Linked DNA regions of Mus musculus: regions 1 and 2 are each linked to region 3. A link is a contact called in public Hi-C and HiChIP or PLAC-seq data. All regions are on one chromosome and are shown on one strand. Each heading gives the region's core, a stretch centred on a gene start, on an enhancer-like site or on the middle of the called end of the contact. The rest is flanking DNA. Distances are from core to core; before and after follow the strand shown. Region 1 overlaps Grik4 (glutamate receptor, ionotropic, kainate 4). Region 2 overlaps Gm16322 (a long non-coding RNA gene). Region 3 holds the start of Arhgef12 (Rho guanine nucleotide exchange factor (GEF) 12).

Region 1 (3,467 bases), core at 756-3,255, 580 kb before region 3:
GCAAAAGATTGTGGAACCTTTGGGATATGGAGCTCAGCTAGCAGGCATGGGTCACTAGCAGGCTAGGGCCCCTCTGACTCAGACTGAACTCTTGATGCTTTCTGGTTAGCTGCCATGTGAATGTGGGCCTCTTCAAATAGCTTAAAGCAACAGTTCTGAACCTGAGACCATGACCCCATCTACAAACCTCTATCTCCAAAAATATTGACATTACAACTCATAACAGGAGCAAAATTACAGTTATAAAGTTGATATGAAAATAATTTCATGGTGGGGGGGGGTCACCACAGCATGAGGAACTGTCTTAGAGGGTTACAGCATCAGGAAGGCTAAGAATCGCTGCTTTAAAGCTTCAGTGGACAGAACCTGTACCTTGGCCTTCCCTCCTCAGGGAGCTGAAATTTCTTGGAAACCGAAAATCAAATTAAATTCCTCCTCCCCACAGATGTGTCTGTCAGGTTATCTGCTAATAGATAGCGCAAAAAATAACTAGTCCAGCATTTCTTCTCTCTCTCTCTCTCTCTCTCTCTCTCTCTCTCTCTCTCTCTCTCTCACACACACACACACACACACACACACACACACACACACACACATCCTGGCTAACCTCATCCATTATCACTGAACACGGGGCTACCTTATCTTGGTGGCTTACCTGATCATACACAACTCTGTCAGCTCTTCTGTCTTTGCACCTCACTAATAACACACTGTGCATCATTCTAATTGTGTGCACACAACAATCATGGTAGTTACGTTTATGAATCTAGATTTCTCATTAGACTAAATTCATTGGGAAGAACCAGGCCTTGGGGGGAGGGGGGTGGATAAAAGACCAGAATGGACTGGAGAGGAGGCTGCAGGAAGGCCTGAGTCCAGATACCAAGAATTCTGCATCATTGCCCTATGACTGTGATTGCTTGCCCATAATTCCAGCGTTGGAAAGAACAAGTTGCCTAGCCACACTAGCGGGGTCAGTAAGCTTTGGGCTTGATTGAGAGCTAGAACCTTAAGAAGAAAAGGTAGGAAATGATAAAGGAAGATTCTAGACCAGTCTGAGGGACTCCACATACACAAACACGCAGGCACTCATGCACCTGTACCCCTGAGAACACATCAACACACACACACACACACACACACACACACACACACACCACATATACCCACACACAAAATGAAGAAAAATAAAAGATCAGAAGGAAAGAGATAGCCAGGCAGTGGTGGCGCACACCTTTAATCCCAGCACTTGGGAGGCAGAGGCAGATGGATTTCTGAGTTCAAGGCCAGCCTGGTCTACAAAGTGAGTTCCAGGACTGCCAGGGCTACACAGAGATACCCTGCCTGTCCCACCCCTCCCCCCCCCAAAAAAGAAGGAAAGAGATAGACAGCTGAGATATAGAGGCCTACAGTATACAAAACTCTGGGTCCTCATTGTGAACTCATTAAATGTGTGTGTGGTAACTGTAAACCATGGCGACTCTCAGTGAGGGCTCCAGCCAGATGTTCCAGACCTTCTGAAGGCAGCAGAACACTCACATGGCTAAATCCATGACATAGGTCCCCATGTTAGATGAGTTGGGGAGGGAAAGAAGGGACTATGTGCTCTGCACTCAGACGACTCTAACTCTGCTTTGATCTAGACATGTTCTCAGAAGGAGCTGAGGATTTAATGAGATGCTGGTAGAGGCCAAGAGCCACCAAATGGCCCAGTCTTTCTTCCTAGCTTCTCGACTTTCACGGCCAACCTGTTAATCATGGGTGTTGGCTCCAGCGTGCTAACTCCTGGCTGAGTGGCCTCTTCTTCCTCTTCTTCAGAGCGAGGCTTGTATACCAGCCATGCCTTTAGGAAGTTATTGGAAAGTAGAAGCAAGAATAGATTGCTGGCAGAGTGAGAGCTGAGAAACAGATGGAGGGGGGAGGGGCACATTCAGAGAGCTGGGCCATTCTGCTTAACACTGTCATCAGTCATCCCCCTAGAAGTCTAATGCCTTCCACAGAACACAGCCATTCATCAGCTGGGGCTGGGAAGGGGTTTGCTCCAGCCTGCAAGATCCTGGCCGCCCTTCCAGATGCCTTAGCACCTGCAAGAGGGACTAGGAAATCATCTAGTCACTATTTCTGCCCCCTCCAGTACACAGGACAGTGCATAAGCCACCTAGACAGATGGCTTTAAAACTGGGCTTTCCTCCTGACACCCGGAGCCGGAGCCTCAGCTGTGTTTCAGCAATCAGTACACATTAGCTCAAATAGATTCAGAGTCTCCTCGCAAATCCCCGGTTGGTGGAATACTAGCTCTGGTGTCACTCACAGATTGCCCACAAATACAAATACTAGCTCCCAAATGAAATGCATCATTTTCTTTGTCTCTGGAATGTGACTGGGGAGCAGACGTCATCAGGAGATACCGCAGTGAAGAGACTCAAATCACCCACCTGCCCCTCCTTCCTTTCAGCCTAGCTAAGAATCATTTCTGAGATTCCAGTAGAAGAAGCTCCCAACCTTTAACTGAATTCCAAGTAACAGTGTATCTATCTGTACCTAAGACACAATGCATGCTGTTCTCTTTTGGAACAATGGTTTGTAGGTGGGTGAGGGGCAGCTACACCATACAGATATAGAGAAAGGACAGACAAGACTCATGGTCTCCACAAGTGACATCATATGTTCTCTTTGATGCTGATGAACAAATCTTTGTGGTACATTTTCCATGATCTGGGCACTGTACTAGGTGCTAAGCTCTGAGCAGTGTCAGACTTTCCAAAAGTATCTTATGCAAACATAGATTCTTGGAACCATGAGGCTTTCTATCATTTTAGAGTCGCATTCCTCTATAGCCATGTGGACATATCAGACAGGGCCATCTCCATGGGACTCTTTGCTGTAAACAGCAGCTCCTCCTTTAGAGTGTATAGAGTGACCTACACGACCTTCCCAGTAACCATTTGCATTGCATGGCACTATGAAGGAGAAAGCTTGCCATTTCTGCTTGCCCTCACCGTGACATCTTTCACTTAGAACCGGCAGATTCTAGAAAAGACAGGTGGAGGAAAATCAGGAAGAAGGATACAAATTGGAAGACGCATTAGAGAAACCTTGCAATTACGGGAGAGGCACACTTCATCACGGTCCACAATACAAGCTCAAACATCCCACTTTCCAAATCTCCTCCAATTATTAGACAGGCTAGAAAAGAGACACACTGTTCCTGCTACATAAAAACATTAAAAAGACAGAGAACTTGGACTGTCCAACTTTTCATCGCTAATGGGTAACTTCTAAATAAATCTGATGGCAATGTGATATGCTCCAAAAATATGAAGGCTCCCATTAGGAGTGTTTACTATAAGCAAGGTTTCATGCTAAAGATTTTAACTCTGCCCTTGAAAACTATTTTAACTTTAATCTTGTAAAGTTGCCTTTGACAAGTTGTGGCTCCATTTTCCTGGCAAGGGAACAAAAGTACA
Region 2 (3,233 bases), core at 682-3,181, 590 kb before region 3:
AAGGTACCGTGCATGCCACCAGACAGAAAAGTCACCATCAGTTTAAGCCAGCTACCAGTTCTGAAACCCGCAACAGAGGCCTGTCTGCAAGACACCAGGTTCAATAGAGACACAAAAGTAAACAGCCATTTTCTTAAAAAATTGGATTTAAGGTCCACTCCGTGAGATGGAACCCATACTCAACACTGCTAAAGTGGCCAAGAACCTGAGACTAGATAGGTGCCAGGTCCTAGAAAAAAAACAAAAAACACTACTAATATTAGGCTAAATGAACTGATGGTAGTGTTATACCCATGGATCAGAGCATCACCCAGCCCTCCTTGCTGGACCTTCTTCTTGCAGTAGTCGGTAATTAACACACAGAGACTCACAATTGGACTGTGTGTAGGCAGAGACAAACTGTGGAACTCTCGGTCTCAAATGAGATGTTTTCTGTAAAACTCTTCCTTCAAGGCTCAGGGATCTGTATGGAAGAGGGGGGCAGAGAAACTGTGAGATCTAGAGGTGATGGGTGACTCCAAGGAGACAGAATCTTTCTGACACAGCAGGGCTGATCCACCTGTGAACCCATGGACACTGTAGCAGCAAGCGCAAGACCTGTATGAGTCCAAATCAGACAAAACACCAGCACTGACACAAAGTCTCACCCCTCACCAAGAAGCTATTTCAATGGATAATTGCTGAGAAAGGGAAAATCAATTTTCTCCAATGTGGTATCACTGAGTATATATATTAACCACACCCTAGGGCAGGACCCATGTCCAGGAGTAGTTGACCAACCCAGAATGGACACCATGCTTTTTTTGTGTGCTTTTTGTTTTATTTTGATAGCTTTGTCTACTTGGGTGTATTTTTTTAAGTTTATTTATCTGTCTTTATTTTAATTTAAAAATTTCTCTTTTTTAAGGAAGAAAGAATATGAAATTAGATGGGCAGAGAGGTGGGTAAGAATATGAAATTAGAGAGGTGGGTAAGATTTGGGAGGAGCTGAGGGAAGAAAGTCTGTGATCAAACTATATTGTATAAAAAGTATTTAAAATAAAAAAAATAAGAAAGAATCACCTATCCTCTGGTTAGTCTGTATCTGATTACACTAGCTCACATATTCTAGTGACAGGTGAACACATTGCTTTGTACCCATGATCTTCCTTGTCACCCCTGAGCAAAATAGATTGTCAGCTCTAGCAAGTTTACCAGATAAAGTCTCCCACCTTTCCCAACTGACCCCATCCATCTTCATACTGCTTGGCTGTACCCACAGGTGTCCCCCTTCCCTATTAATATACGCCTAGCATTCAGTAAAGGTTTATAATTTCAAATTTATAGCGCTGCATTTTTTTAACCACAATGGCTTGAGTGTAGTCCTTAATGGTCAGGGACGAAGCAGCCAACTACTGGAGCCTCTTCTAGATACTTAAGTCAGATGGCAAATTTAGAGCTATAGAGGCTGTACACAGTTGTCCTTGGATTTATTTTTGTCTGATCACTGGACCTGACTTTCTTACTCTGGGGCTGGAGTGGGGCTGGGAGGGAGTATTGGAGCCACTGGATGCTCACTTCAACTAAATAACTGCCTTGGCTGAGTTGACATAGCTACACTTAAGCCATAAACCTTCACTGTTATTAATAGTAAAAACCATTGTGAGAGACCTTAATAAAATGGCACTTCTAATCCAATGCCATCTCTTAAGAGATATGTATTTGTGAGCATCATAGAAGAAAATTGAAACAGAAAACAAATGCAAAAATATCAGGGAGAAACAGGATTGCAGAGTCAGAGAGATCAGAGAGATTTATCATCAGCAAAAAGCAGAAGCTGGTGAAACATTGAGCTAATGTGGCCCCTGGCCAAGTCTCTGCCCTTTCTGGAACAATCTGCTCAGGTGAGCTCAGAGGAAGTGAGGCCGAGGGACTGATTCCATTCTGGGAAGAACAAGGACTTTGCCCTTAACCCTGAATTTGGAGCCTAGCAGCCCTGCCTGCAGGACTATGGGTGTGGCATTTCCCAGCCTCGAAACAATAAGATTTAACTCAGAGGAAGGGAGGGAGATGCTACTTGGAGAATTACAGGAGCGAATGCTTTGCCCTATAGACCATAGTGGGTGGGGCGCAGGTTCTTCAGCAGCCTTTCTTTTCTTCCATCTGAACACCAACACTTAATCAGAAAGGGGCAGCATTTTCTTGAACTTGTCAAAATGGGCCAGACCTCCCCTTACAAACACTTGACCTGCTAGGACTATAATTTGCTGTTCTTCAAACCACGATGCTATTTCCACATTTTAAAGCCAACCACCAGGGGAAGTAGACCTTTTCCTTGTGAATGCAAAGGGCCCCAGGTTGGTTTCAACTATATTGGCAAAGAAGACTGTTTCTGAGCAAGTACCACCCTGATGAACTTCCATTAGGATGGATCGTCCACAGCCCAAGGTTTGATCATTTCATCTGGGATTTTTTTTGGGGGGGGTCAGGAAGGGAGACAGGAGCAAGTTGGCTTTTCTCAGAACAGGCTTAAGAGTCAGGAGACTGGATTCTTGTAGCCTGTGTGGAAGACAAGCAGTCACCGGTAAGTAAATATCCCCTTACCCTTCAGGTGGGTCCCTAGCCACCTGCAGATATTATCATCTTGCCCTCCCCACAGACCGAATGACCAGGAAAATGAATGATGTCACACTTTGGCTTGTTATAAATTATTAAGCTGCTCCTGGCTCGGTTGCTTTGAATCAAGGGTGCATTAGCATATCCCTGCCACTCACTCGCACACTTGTTACAGTTTTATGTATATTTGCTCTCTGTCTGATTTGCCTCATTCATTCATGAATTCATTCATGGGACTCAAGCATGTGCCAGGAATCCTGTCCCTTGTGAAGGAACAAAAGGCACATTTTTCCACACTCCTAAAGGCCTTGCTAGGAAAGGGGGATGTGGGGAGAGGGACAGCACATATCATGCCGAAGAGACGCAGGAAGCCATAGGAGTCATAAAGGGAGGCCCAGAGTGGTGGAAATAAGACATGGTTCTCTCTACTTTAGATGTGCTCATGGGGAAATAGCATTTAAACCAGGGCTTAAATATGGGCAAACTTTAGCAGGTAGAAACTACCAGAACAAAGGCAGGAGGAACAGCTTGACATCAAAAGATAAATGCAGGTGGATCTTTGGATAGAGTGAAAGGGAAGTGAGAAGCTGTCAGGAGGCTGAATTCAACAAGAGCCTTGGATTCTCTTCAGACAACAG
Region 3 (3,583 bases), core at 89-2,588:
CACTAAAAAGAACTCAAAGGACCTCTTTAAGAACTACACTTGGACTACATACTCTACACACCACACCGTGTCACCCGATTAACAAACAAGATCCACCTGCCATGCCTAAACCAGAGCTAGAGTTTACATCTTTAAATGCTAGGGCTTCTGAAAGATGAAATGTTAAAAAAAAAAAAAAAAAAAAAAAGAATAATTAGAAGCAGGCCCCATGATTTTTCCCTCATTTCCTTTAGCTCCTGGAAACTGTCCCCAGCAAGAACCCGTGATTTACTGGTAATGTCAACATTCTGGAAAATTAGGTAATTAATAATTAAACACTGTGCAGGTCAACACGTAAAAAGATCAGAGTCACAAATCACAATGCAGCAGGATGAAAATTAAGTTCACAGACAGAAACTCCTAAAATTGTGAGTCTAGAACTACCACAGGACAGGAATCCACCCGATGATGCACCAGTACCCACCGACCTCAAGCTCTGACCTTCACCCAAAATGACCTCCCTCTGGTTCCAAAACGAGTACACAATCTTAATGCACCCGACAGAAAACCACAATCATGGTTTTCCTTCATTTCCTCTGAGAATATGGGGGAAAGTTTCTCTCCCAAAAAAACCTGCATTTCCAAATTCAATCAACCGGTTAACTTGGCAGCAACCCTAGACTAATTGCACAGCTCCGAAACAACCCTCTTTCCTATGCCTGTCAATTGCACTAGCTGAAGGCAAATCTGCATCACCGACTCCCCTGCTGCGTGGGACCGAATCCAGGGAAGGTTAGCGACCGAGGAACTTCATACCCACCTGTCCGTGATAGTAGACTGTGTGCCACTCATTGGGGCCCTTGGCGAGAGGTCTTCTTTTTATCCAACTTGCATTTTACAGTAACACCTCCACACCCCACCCCCAGTGCTCTGGGATCAGGCCCAATTTCGGCAGGGACACAAAAGTCCAACTCAAAACTCCATTCAGTCATCTAGAACATCCGATTGCAAGGGGTCAAGGAAAGGGGATGCGGGCTGAGGCAAAACAAGTTATCTCCCCAAACAAACCGAGCAAGTCGGCCACAAGGCGAGCTCAAGAACTAAGAACGATCCTCAGCAAGGCACGGAGAGAAAACTTCGTCACAGAGGGAAGTCGCGAGCCGTAGGACGGGAACCGGGATCCCTCCGGAGCTGGGGCAGGATCGGCTCAGGGACGGGCGTCGGCTTCGGTCCCGAGTCGGCGGGGCCCGGCCCTCGGGTCCCCGCTCTATCTGGGGCTGCGGGCCACTCGTGGCCGCAGCCTCCGCCGCGTCTCACACCGTCCCGCGCCGGACTCGCGCCGCCCCATGTCCCCGGGCCGAGGGCCCTGAGCTGCTCCGCGCCGCCCCCACCCGGCTCCGGCCGCCGCGCTGACAGGGACCCTGTCTCAGCGCCCGGGGCAGCTCCCCATCCCTCGGAGGCCCCCGCGCTTCTTCCGCAGTGGCACGGCGGCTCCTCCCCGACGCTCTGGTAGGCGGCGGCTCCCGCGAGGAGCGGGAGGTCTCGGCCCGGCCCGGAAGCCCGGCCCCCGAGCAGCGGCGGCGGCGGTGGCGGTGGAGGCTCGGTGCGCAGGGCCGTTCGCCCGGTCTCAGGGGCACTCGCGGGAGCGCGCCCAGGGTGGAGGGGGCCGCCGGCGGTGACGAGCCTTGCGACCGCTGCGGGCGGGCGCGCGCGCGGGTTCCGGTTCCGGTTCTGTCCCCTCGGCCCGGCGCGACTGGAGCGCGCCGAGCCGTCCCCTCCCCCGCCGACTTTTTTGGGCCCTTCTCCCTGGGACTTCGGGAAGCCGCTTCACCCGGGATCCCTCCGCTTCCCGGACTCTCCAAACTTGAGCAGATACTTCCGCTCAGTGCTGTCGCGGGGGATAGAGGGAAGCGAAAAAGTAGTTCTGTGTGGCGAAGCGGGCACTGCTGCCTTCTTGCCCCTCGAATGCTCTCGAGGTGCAGCCCACAGTGTACAATCCACCCGGGACAGCAGAGGAGCCATTCCACAGTCTCGAGGAGTTCACGTTTAGAGGTTCTTCGGAACTCCCGGGCTGGAAACTTTTATTCTTTAAGAGAATGTATTCGTTCCCGGTGTCAAATGCTTTTGATGACTGCGTGCGAGCCCAGGTCCACGGGCCCCCGACAGTGTTAGGCAAACCTGCGCGCGCGCGCACACACACACACACACACACACACACACACACAGGTTTTGGGGTGAGCCAATCACCTGGGGCACCTGCTGGCCTAGTCCCACAGCACGGAGGGGAAAGGGGTGGGGGGATGGCCAGAAGAGGCTGTGGAGAAAGGATCTGGGCCCACACTTAAGCCAGGAGTTCCTGATATAAATATTGCTTTTAGGCTGTTTTGCCTTGGCAAAATGAACTGTATTGTTTGCCAAATTGAGAACGCATGGTGCTTTCCACAGCAAGTTAATAAGCGTGTTGTGAAAAGAGATGGAAGAAGTAATACATCTGTCCGGTAAACAGCACAGCACGAGGGATCCCTTTGAAGAGTTCCCAAATGTTTTCTGGTTTCTCTTTCGATGGGGTAGAGACATTCAGCTAACCATGTAGTTTTCTGATTGAATAAATCTGTCCCTGAGGAAATGAGGGACCACGACACAATATAGTTCTCCAATTCTGCCTGTAAACATCAAGCGACTATTCCTTTTATACAATTATCTTCAGTCTCTTCTGAGCTTCAATCCGTGTAGGTGGGAAGAGACTTCGGCCATTTTGTGGAAATCAAATCTAATAAACAGTGGGTGTGGAAAGGAAATAATTACCTCTTAATAATGCTGTTTCTAAGTCATTCCACAACAGTTCGCGAAACGATCGGATCATCACCCCTGAATAGATGCATGAGCTCAAGGTGACGTTAGAATGGGGGGCAAAGGGGAAAAGATAAACAGAAGCCTGAAATGACTCTCTCGCTAGATTTTTTTTTTTTTAAGTTCGGGGCACAGCCAGCTAATTTTGTAATGTTTATTTTTGGAAAGAATAGAAGCAGATTGGAGTTCCAAGCCACTTTCCTAACGATCAGACCTGGACACGTTGCCATCTGCTGGTAAATCCCAACATGGCAATTCTAGCCTGAAGACTCCAACTTGTTTCTACCTATCGTTGGAAAGAGTTCCAAACATCCATCACTATAAACGAGATGTGAACCTTCTCCCCAAGCTTACTCGAGTTTTCTTGAGTGTGCTGTCCTCTTCTCCCTTGTCCTACTAATGTCACAATGCAAGTATCAAGCGAATGGGGGGGGGGGGTCTGATGACTCATCAAATCATGAATTTTAAAAATAAGTTCCCGTCTTCCTTTCCAGCCTGCCTCAATGCTTGAGCTTCAGGGGTGAGACAAACTGGGAACACTTCCTAGTTCACCTTCTCTTCCTTGCATACAAAACCTTTTGGCAAGCTGTTTTCAACATCTTTCCAAATTTTACAGCCCCAGCGTTCTAGCTGTGAGCAAAGGCGGCATTTTGCTGTGGGAAAGCTTTCAGAAGATGGTCAGCAGAGGACTGAATAACTACTGTTTCAATGATGAAAATCTCTAATCACTCACAAGGCTCTGATTTTATTTTTT

What was found. A called contact is a pair of places that touch in the nucleus more often than the background predicts. HiChIP or PLAC-seq counts read pairs in DNA pulled down with a chosen protein or histone mark.
Region 1: a contact with region 3 is called in an H3K4me3 HiChIP or PLAC-seq map of embryonic limb bud, with 3 times the contacts expected there. The contact joins the enhancer-like site here to the promoter of Arhgef12 in region 3. A contact is called at or near these places in 1 of 39 promoter capture datasets (cranial neural crest), 1 of 484 Hi-C or Micro-C datasets (cerebral cortex), 3 of 115 datasets of contacts at active chromatin or transcription factors (astrocytes, embryonic limb bud and extraembryonic endoderm stem cells) and 1 of 9 other capture datasets (embryonic stem cells).
Region 2: a Hi-C map of liver shows a contact between it and region 3, with 1.8 times the contacts expected there. The contact joins the enhancer-like site here to the promoter of Arhgef12 in region 3. A contact is called at or near these places in 3 of 39 promoter capture datasets (cranial neural crest, liver and pre-B cells), 1 of 484 Hi-C or Micro-C datasets (liver), 2 of 115 datasets of contacts at active chromatin or transcription factors (embryonic stem cells and extraembryonic endoderm stem cells) and 1 of 9 other capture datasets (embryonic stem cells).

Annotation. Positions count from the first base shown.
Region 1 is chr9:42,528,361-42,531,827 of GRCm38.p6, forward strand. The region is part of intron 19 of Grik4 (glutamate receptor, ionotropic, kainate 4); the gene reads right to left. Among named protein-coding and RNA genes, the nearest start is that of Tbcel, 58 kb to the left of the region's middle. Within about 2 kb of position 2,006, at least 39 of the 459 cell types and tissues checked have an H3K27ac peak or open chromatin away from gene starts, as enhancers often do. A contact at or near this core is called in cerebral cortex, embryonic limb bud and extraembryonic endoderm stem cells, where this site is marked.
Region 2 is chr9:42,510,585-42,513,817 of GRCm38.p6, forward strand. It overlaps Gm16322 (a long non-coding RNA gene), which reads left to right. Exons shown (of 8, transcript XR_001779127.2): 8 at 1-1,059. Among named protein-coding and RNA genes, the nearest start is that of Tbcel, 40 kb to the left of the region's middle. Within about 2 kb of position 1,932, at least 19 of the 459 cell types and tissues checked have an H3K27ac peak or open chromatin away from gene starts, as enhancers often do. A contact at or near this core is called in liver, where this site is marked.
Region 3 is chr9:43,104,380-43,107,962 of GRCm38.p6, forward strand. It overlaps Arhgef12 (Rho guanine nucleotide exchange factor (GEF) 12), which reads right to left and starts at 1,339. Exons shown (of 41, transcript NM_001359232.1): 1 at 800-1,339. The coding sequence starts at 831.